Regions from separate parts of the Mus musculus genome. Here region 1 is linked to region 2. A link is a contact called in public HiChIP or PLAC-seq data. All regions are on one chromosome and are shown on one strand. Each heading gives the region's core, a stretch centred on a gene start, on an enhancer-like site or on the middle of the called end of the contact. The rest is flanking DNA. Distances are from core to core; before and after follow the strand shown.

The links. HiChIP or PLAC-seq counts read pairs in DNA pulled down with a chosen protein or histone mark.
Region 1: a contact with region 2 is called in an H3K27ac HiChIP or PLAC-seq map of heart atrium, with 6 read pairs. The contact joins two enhancer-like sites. A contact is called at or near these places in 4 of 39 promoter capture datasets (the 3T3-L1 cell line, hippocampal neurons and pre-B cells), 1 of 15 datasets of contacts at CTCF or cohesin (CD8 T cells), 1 of 484 Hi-C or Micro-C datasets (the N1E-115 cell line), 3 of 115 datasets of contacts at active chromatin or transcription factors (Th17 cells, embryonic stem cells and heart atrium) and 2 of 9 other capture datasets (adipose tissue and liver).

The regions. Positions count from the first base shown.
Region 1 is chr3:101,161,524-101,165,023 of GRCm38.p6, forward strand. No RefSeq gene overlaps it. Among named protein-coding and RNA genes, the nearest start is that of Ptgfrn, 53 kb to the left of the region's middle. Within about 2 kb of position 1,473, at least 109 of the 459 cell types and tissues checked have an H3K27ac peak or open chromatin away from gene starts, as enhancers often do. A contact at or near this core is called in adipose tissue and heart atrium, where this site is marked.
Region 2 is chr3:101,011,532-101,015,279 of GRCm38.p6, forward strand. It overlaps Cd101 (CD101 antigen), which reads right to left. Exons shown (of 9, transcript NM_001167906.2): 5 at 1,457-1,834; 6 at 255-659. Among named protein-coding and RNA genes, the nearest start is that of Cd101, 16 kb to the right of the region's middle. Within about 2 kb of position 1,285, at least 108 of the 459 cell types and tissues checked have an H3K27ac peak or open chromatin away from gene starts, as enhancers often do. A contact at or near this core is called in adipose tissue and heart atrium, where this site is marked.

The DNA.
Region 1 (3,500 bases), core at 223-2,722, 150 kb after region 2:
CCTGTTGACTGACACCCTCAGACACTCAAATTGCTTAAACCAGCTCCTAATTGGGAACAGCTGGCAGAAGAGAGCAAAGCCTGTGGCCAGACCTGGAATCTGGTTGCAAATCTGGTCCCTAGAAAGAAACCAGTCTCCATTAAGGGTTAAAATGTGGGAGGTCAAGAGAGCGGTCCTCTGGTCCTCCGGAGCAGCAATGGAGGGTGGCTAAGTGAACCGGAGAACAAAGAGCGTTCACATCCCAGCTGTAGCCCCTTGCTCAGCCTGGGACTGAGACTGAGAAGCGACTGAGTGGACGGGGAGGGGCCTGAGCGGCAGCAGGATCTCACTAGACATTATCTTTCCAGAGCTGGGATCACTAATCCTGATGTGTCCAGCCAAATAACTTTCCCCGGAGTTATTCCCGCTCCGCTAGGAAGCGCAGATCTCCAAACCTATAGGGTGGAGGGAGGCTACCGATTTTAACCTGGCCTGTGTCATCCAGTGTCCCTCCAGATTCACAGTGTCCTGCACTCTGCTAAGCCGCCCAGCCTCTGGGCTGTGTGCCCTGACCCTGCTGTGGTCTGAGCCAGAGCCATAGCTCTGCTCTTGGAAAGCTGTGCGCAAGGCCCGCCCTCTAGGCCTTGGCATTGGGTCTGAAGCCCAGACTGGGAACGGGAGAAGCCAAGGAAAGGTCTCAGGTGTGTAGACCATCCCGCCGCAGAGTCAACTGTCAGCGGTGGTCATTAGTGACTGGTGAGCTGGATGCTGGTGGCAGTCCCACTGGGTAGTTTTCAATGGTGTGACCTTGGCTCTGCACTTTGGTGCCAAATCCTTTGGTTCGTGCCTGTTCACCGAGCCAAATTTCCCAGGCTTCCTGGCGATTCTGTGAACTACTTGAGTGCTCTCCAATAATTTTTCCTTTTTTTTTTTCTACCTAAGAGTCGATTTGTAATGTTGGAAATCAAGAACCCTGCCTGGTACAGCATCTGTCCCTGCAAGACTCAGGAAACCAGGGACATGCGGGCTGGTGTGTGTGTGTGTGTGTGTGCGTGTGTGTGTGTGAGAGAGAGAGAGAGAGAGAGAGAGAGAGAGAGAGAGAGAGAACAGGAGAAGCAGAGTGACAGAACTAGACATCTGGAAAGGAAAGGCAGTATGGAAATTCAGGGAGAGGGAGGGAAGGGAAGGGGAAAGGCTAGAAGGGTTGGCGGGTGAGGGACAGCAGCCAGGAAGGGGTCGTGCACGTTGTTAATGCTTGTAATAAGAGCCTTAGAGGAAACTGCCCCAGTGGCCTCCCTAAGGTATTTTTGCATTGCTATTTCTGTCAGACAACGTGGTTTAAATTGTTTCTCGGCACTGTTTTAGGAACAACAGTTCCTTGATTCAGTCTTGCTTCTGGAGATGAACCCGGGCGTTGGCTTTAACATTATACATTGATCAAGCATGCAGCGTGCCGGGGAGTGTACAGATATATGGGCATGCATATGCATGGCGTGCTATAGTATGATAAATACATGCATGAGAAAAATCAGGTCTGGGGCTAGTTATGTGGGAGGGGAACCTTTATGTAGCACGCTTATTTAATATCTCAAAGGGGAAACATTACTTATTATGCCATATCAGCGTATCATTCGTCTTATGGGTAGACAGAATGAAGAATCTTCGACAATTAATAGAAATTGCAGGAAAAATTATGATTAACTGCCATCTGCTGGCTTCTGTGTATTTTATTTTCATGCAGCTTCTAGCCTGCCCTCGTAATTATCGGTGTCTGTCTTTCCCGTCCTTAACTGGTTCTGTTAACCAGTGCTGCCCTTGTGGGTACGGGGTGGGGCGGAGGGTGTACGTGCAAGAGGATGAAGCTAACTCAAATACACCAATCCGTCTTCTTCTAAGTTCCAATTTGAGAGAGCAGGCTACAGCTTATTTTAGAATTCTGTTTTCGTAGCAGATTGAGCAAGCAGTGTATGCTTAGCGAGTGTATAGTAGGGGGCAGGCAGTGCTTTGAAAGTGACTTCTCTCTCTCATCCTCTCATCTCTGAGGACCATAGGGTTTGCATCTCAAAAGCTCTGTCCGGCTTCTGGCAGGTGAGGCCTTTCAGAGTCTCATTCAGATGACATTGTAGCCAGGGAGAGCCTGTTGCAGCGCCAAACCTGATGGGGAAGGGAAGCAGATTCCAGCAGAGCGTATTTGACCCTTTGCCCCAAAGCCCCTACTAGAAGTGCTCAGCAGGAAATAGATCTTCTCTGTTAGTAAATGAGGGTGACTTTTGTTTACGCGGTGAGTCCAGGCATAGGCCATCCCCCCATCACTCCCCAAGTAGACCAGAGAGTTGGTGATTTATCTGGGTGACTCACACTCCACGTCTGGTTTGAACTAATCAGATTGATGTTCCAGAGTTTCCAAGTCAGTACAAGTCATTGTGGTTGGCCATTACAACTTTAAAAATGTATCTATTTGTGTGGGGGTGGAATTTGTACACAGTATGCCTAGGTGTGGAGGCCAAAAGTAACAATGCTGGCTTGGAGCTGCTACAGGCTCTGAGGCTACAGTGTCTGAATGAGACATGGAATACCTCACCTGTCAGAAGCCAGACAGAGCATTTGAGATGCAAACACTATTGGTCCTTTTGGTGTGGGTGGGAGTAGGGTTAGGATTTCCCCCTGAGCCTGAGGCTCAGCAGTTCAGCAGTAGGCTGGCTGGCCAGTGAGCTTTAGGATCCATTTGTCTCCATCCTGCTCCGGCCCCCACCCCTTTTGTTCTGGGGTTAAGGACACAAAGCCACCATAAGGCTTTTACGTGGGTGCTAGGGATCCAGACTTAGGTCCTGATGCTTGCACACAAGTCAGCTTGTCACCGGAGCCATCACCCACCAGAGTGACCACATTTTTAGTATTTTGGTATATTTACGTATTTGAAATCAGTCTAAGAATGTCAACCACGCCTAACGTCAACTGTGCATACCTTATCATTTAATGTTATGTTTGAGACGTAAAAACATACATAATGTGTTTGTGTTATAAAGTAAAATAATAGAATCAAAGGAGCTATGTCAGGTCCCGTACATTTATTCGATTCAGATTAGAGCCAGGATGTCACCAGTGCTGGCTCACTCAATGGCCAGAATGCTGTATGTGCGTTCACATCATTTCTCACACTCTGGATAGGTGCTGTCCTTCCCACTATACAGATTGGTAAACTGAGGCACATTAAAACATCAGTCTCACACAGATGTAGTGAGTGTTCCTTAACAGTTCTCAACAGCACCCTTTCTCTTGTCTTGATGGAAACAAGGCTGGCACCTAGTCCCAAAACCATTACCATGGTGGGCCATGTGACGTACTCTCCCTGTGGACATCTGAAAGTATCACTCCCGGGCAGAGGAGTCAAATATTCCTGGAGGTTGCTATGACTCCCCTGGCCTGGCAGACTGCTGGTGCTCGCCTCATGTCCTGACAGCAGTGGCTTTCTTCTACAGTGACCTCCAACTTTTGACTCAAGGGGCCAAGGTAGGCAAGCA
Region 2 (3,748 bases), core at 35-2,534:
CATGCTCACTTTACCAGGACAAACGTGGTGAATGGATACATTATGTCTGTTTCTATAGTTTACACAAAGTGGGAGGAGCTCCGTTGTTATTTGAGACAGGGGCTCACTATTTCAGCCTAGGCTGACCTCAAATTCTCAATTCTCCTATTTTGGCCTCCTGAATACTGGGATTATAGGTATGCACTAAACCTGGCCAAAAAAAAAAGGATATTCTTTTCTTTTTTAAAAAAGGCTCAATGTCAAGTATCACTTACCTGGAAAGGTGACAGTAATCATTAATAGGTTAGAGGTGGCAGATACTCTGGCTGGGCCACTTGTGCATATGGAATCTCTGTCATAAACCTCCACTGTACACCGATACACCCCTGTCTCCTCCATAGCTGCATCGTAGATTTGGAGTTGAGAACGAAAGAAAGACTGTGACACCTTCGTCTTCCTGTGGATCTGGGAGAGGACGTCCCCCCATTCAACGGTGCCATTGTGGGCAATTCGAATAAGCCGATGAAAGGCTCCAGAGCCCGCTGGCTGGAACTGCCACGTTACCGAGAACGGCAGCTTGAGATCCGAGTAGTTGGCCCTCACTACACAGGACAGGTGGAAGGTATGGGCTAGCATCACTTGTGGCTGACGGCTCATCAGATTAACTCGTAAACTTGACTCTGTGGGGGAGAATGTGAGACACACTTCCTGTTTACCAGGTCCAAGCTCGGGGACTTCCAAGTTTTCTCAATGCCCCCTTTACACAGGGCCACACACTTGTGTTCCTGGAGTGACATGAATTTGGGGGTAGAGGTTGGTCCACAGTACAGTCTGTCCTGAATTTCAACCTCGGCTCTCCAAGTCTCCCCCCTCGCCTACGACTGTTCTCAGCAGCCACAACAAACAGGCAGTGTTTCTCCAGTGCGCCACTTAGACAGCTGCACAGAGCAGGGACACCACGCGCAGCCAGGGTCTGGCCTCTTTCCTCTCCCCACTCAGCAAGTAGAACACTCACAGCACGGTCTGGCCTCCTTCCTCCCTCTGGCCCACCCCCTGTCCCCCGGGCTCAATGTCACTCTCTTGCCCATGCTAGAGAAAACTCCATGATACCTGGGCTGCTGCTGGGACGGGGCAAGCTTGGCTCCACTCATCTGCTAGTCAACCAGGAATCACAGGGGTTTGTTTTCAACTTTGAACAATGTACAAGCTGCACTCTAGAATGATCTTTATAAAGATGAATAAACTCGAGAGGTTGCTGTCAGGCCTGATTTGCATATTCTGCTCTGCATGTCTCACGGTACACATGCCGCTGGCTGGCACTTGGGGTGCACATACCGCTGGCACTCACAGCACACGTACCCAGGGCACTCGGGGTACGTGCACCTCTGGCAGGAGTTCTGAATGATACCATCCAAACTTCAGTACAGAATAAGGTGACTGTCATACACTCAGAAAAGGACTTTTCCCAGTGACTTACTCAGAGATTTTACAGTGACTGAAATCTTCTGGGTTGACTGCAAACCTTTGGCCTGGTTCTGGAGTCTCTCTGACACCCTGCATTCATAGGTACCGCTGTCTGTGACCATGGCAGAGGCAATCTCCAGCCGAAAGGTGGCCCAGTCCACTTTCTCCAGCCTCCTGTTACCACGGTGCGCAGGGCCCGGAGAAGAGACTCCCAGCTGCACAGTACCATCTTGCCCCATGCCAGCCACAAACACGGGTGTGGACTGGTCCTGTGGGGTGAGCCACCAACTCACAGATAGAGCACTCACATCCCCAGCTGCCTTGCAGAGAAGGGTAAGCGTCTCTCCTTCCCACACAGTACGCTGCTCGGCAGACACGGTCACACTTCTTGCTGCAGATGACAGGTTATGGAAGAAAAATGTTTTAAGTAAATAAAAAAATTTCTAAAATATGATGATGAATTTTAACTATAAAGTACTTTACTTGTTTGATCAGAGTTGGTTGATTCTTCCATACCATGCCCAGAACAAAGATCTTCCAAACCATCATGGATGGATAGATGGATAGATGGATAGATGGATGGTTGGATGGATGGATGGATGGATGGATGGATGGATGGATGGAAAGATAAATGGATAGCGGGATAGGTAGATAGTGTGCAAGGGTATATGTGGGTGTCTCTGTGTGCATAAATAAAATAAAACTTCTCTAAGGTAATTATTACATAGTGGAAACAAGACAGCAGACAGGAGACCAGGAGAGCCCACAAACACGTACATGATTCATAATATATACTTCCTTTTCTTGTGGTTTTGTTCAGCCGACCCATACTGAAGAAGGTCTAGTTGGGCAAATACCTGATAGGTTTTTTTTTTTTTTTTATTCATTAGGGAGAGTAAATGAACCTGAAAGTAATGAAGCTATGATAATTTACATTTTAGGGTGTTTGTTTTTAGAATAAAGGCTGTCACTCTTTTTAAGTATGTTCTCTGTCTGCTTGCATGTGCCTGCCAGTCCTAATTAGCTTAGTGTGTGTTTTGAAGAGGGAAAGAAAATTATTAATTAGATTTCTGTTTGCAATACCACCATAAAAACCACTAATCTGGGAAAATTTAATATTTATATACATATGTATTATATATACAGGTGCATATCAATCTTCTATCATTGGCAAGTGACCGTCTTCTCATGTTTAAATGCTGTATAATATAACTATATGCTAAATAACTATAAATGCAAGGCCAGCTCCCAGATGGGAAATTCAAGACGTGGAGAAATGAAAAAAAATTCATTCAACAAATGCTTATTGTACAAGGTCCTGTCCTGGCTACCCTGTGGGCCATGTAGATACCTCAGGAGCTCCTGTGTCCTGGGCATCCCAGTACTCAGTGTAAGGATAGCACCCACCATGACCTGGAGGCAGAATCACTCTGGGCAGCACACTTGACCTCTCCGAGCCTTTGTGTTTCTTTCCAGGAAAAATGAGGGTAATAATAGCAACCACGTTTTTTTTTTGCTTCATGGAGAAGACTGAACAAAGGCCACAGTAAGGGCGTAGGCCTTGGGCTACAGAGAGTACTGAAAAGGGTTAGCAATTACCATTAGTGTTTAATAAGAGGCACTGGCAACAGCAGAGGTAGCTCAACACAAAAGAGAGAAATAAAACAGCCTGGCATTAGAAACCTAAAGGGGATCTAAACGAATCTGCAAATTGCTCTTCCCTACAGAGGAGAGAGATCCCATCCACTGCTTCAGGCTTGCACACACCAGCTACAAAGGCAGAATGAAGACTAATCTTCATAAACGGGTTGAGCAAATTATCAAGCTTGCTTCTGCATTTTGGGTGAGAGAGGCACTGGTCGTGGTATATGTTTTTTGTTTGTTTGTCTGTCTGTCTGTTTGTTTTTGATATAAAAATGACTCATGACTGAAGTTTAAAAATTAGAAGGGAAATAAGGAGCCACAATCTCGGCTCTTTAACGTAATCATCAAGATCAGTTTCAACGAGCATCAGTTCAGAAATGCCTTGTGGCCATTAGCCTCATAGTAAGAAGTACAGCAAGGCACGGCAGCAGTGGGTGTTCCCTTCTGTTTAAAATATTCATGGAGTGATAAAGTCTGCTCATGTTTCAAATGTTTGGACTTTCAAAACAGAGTGTTAGACAAGGCCCCCAATAAGTATGCTAATAAGCTTTCCAATTGCTACATGTTAGCCCCAGTTTGGACTCTAGTTTAAGAGAAAATAATTCTCTTTAGCACTAAAGGATAACTCTCTCTGCAGGACAGGAGCCGGACGCCACAAAGC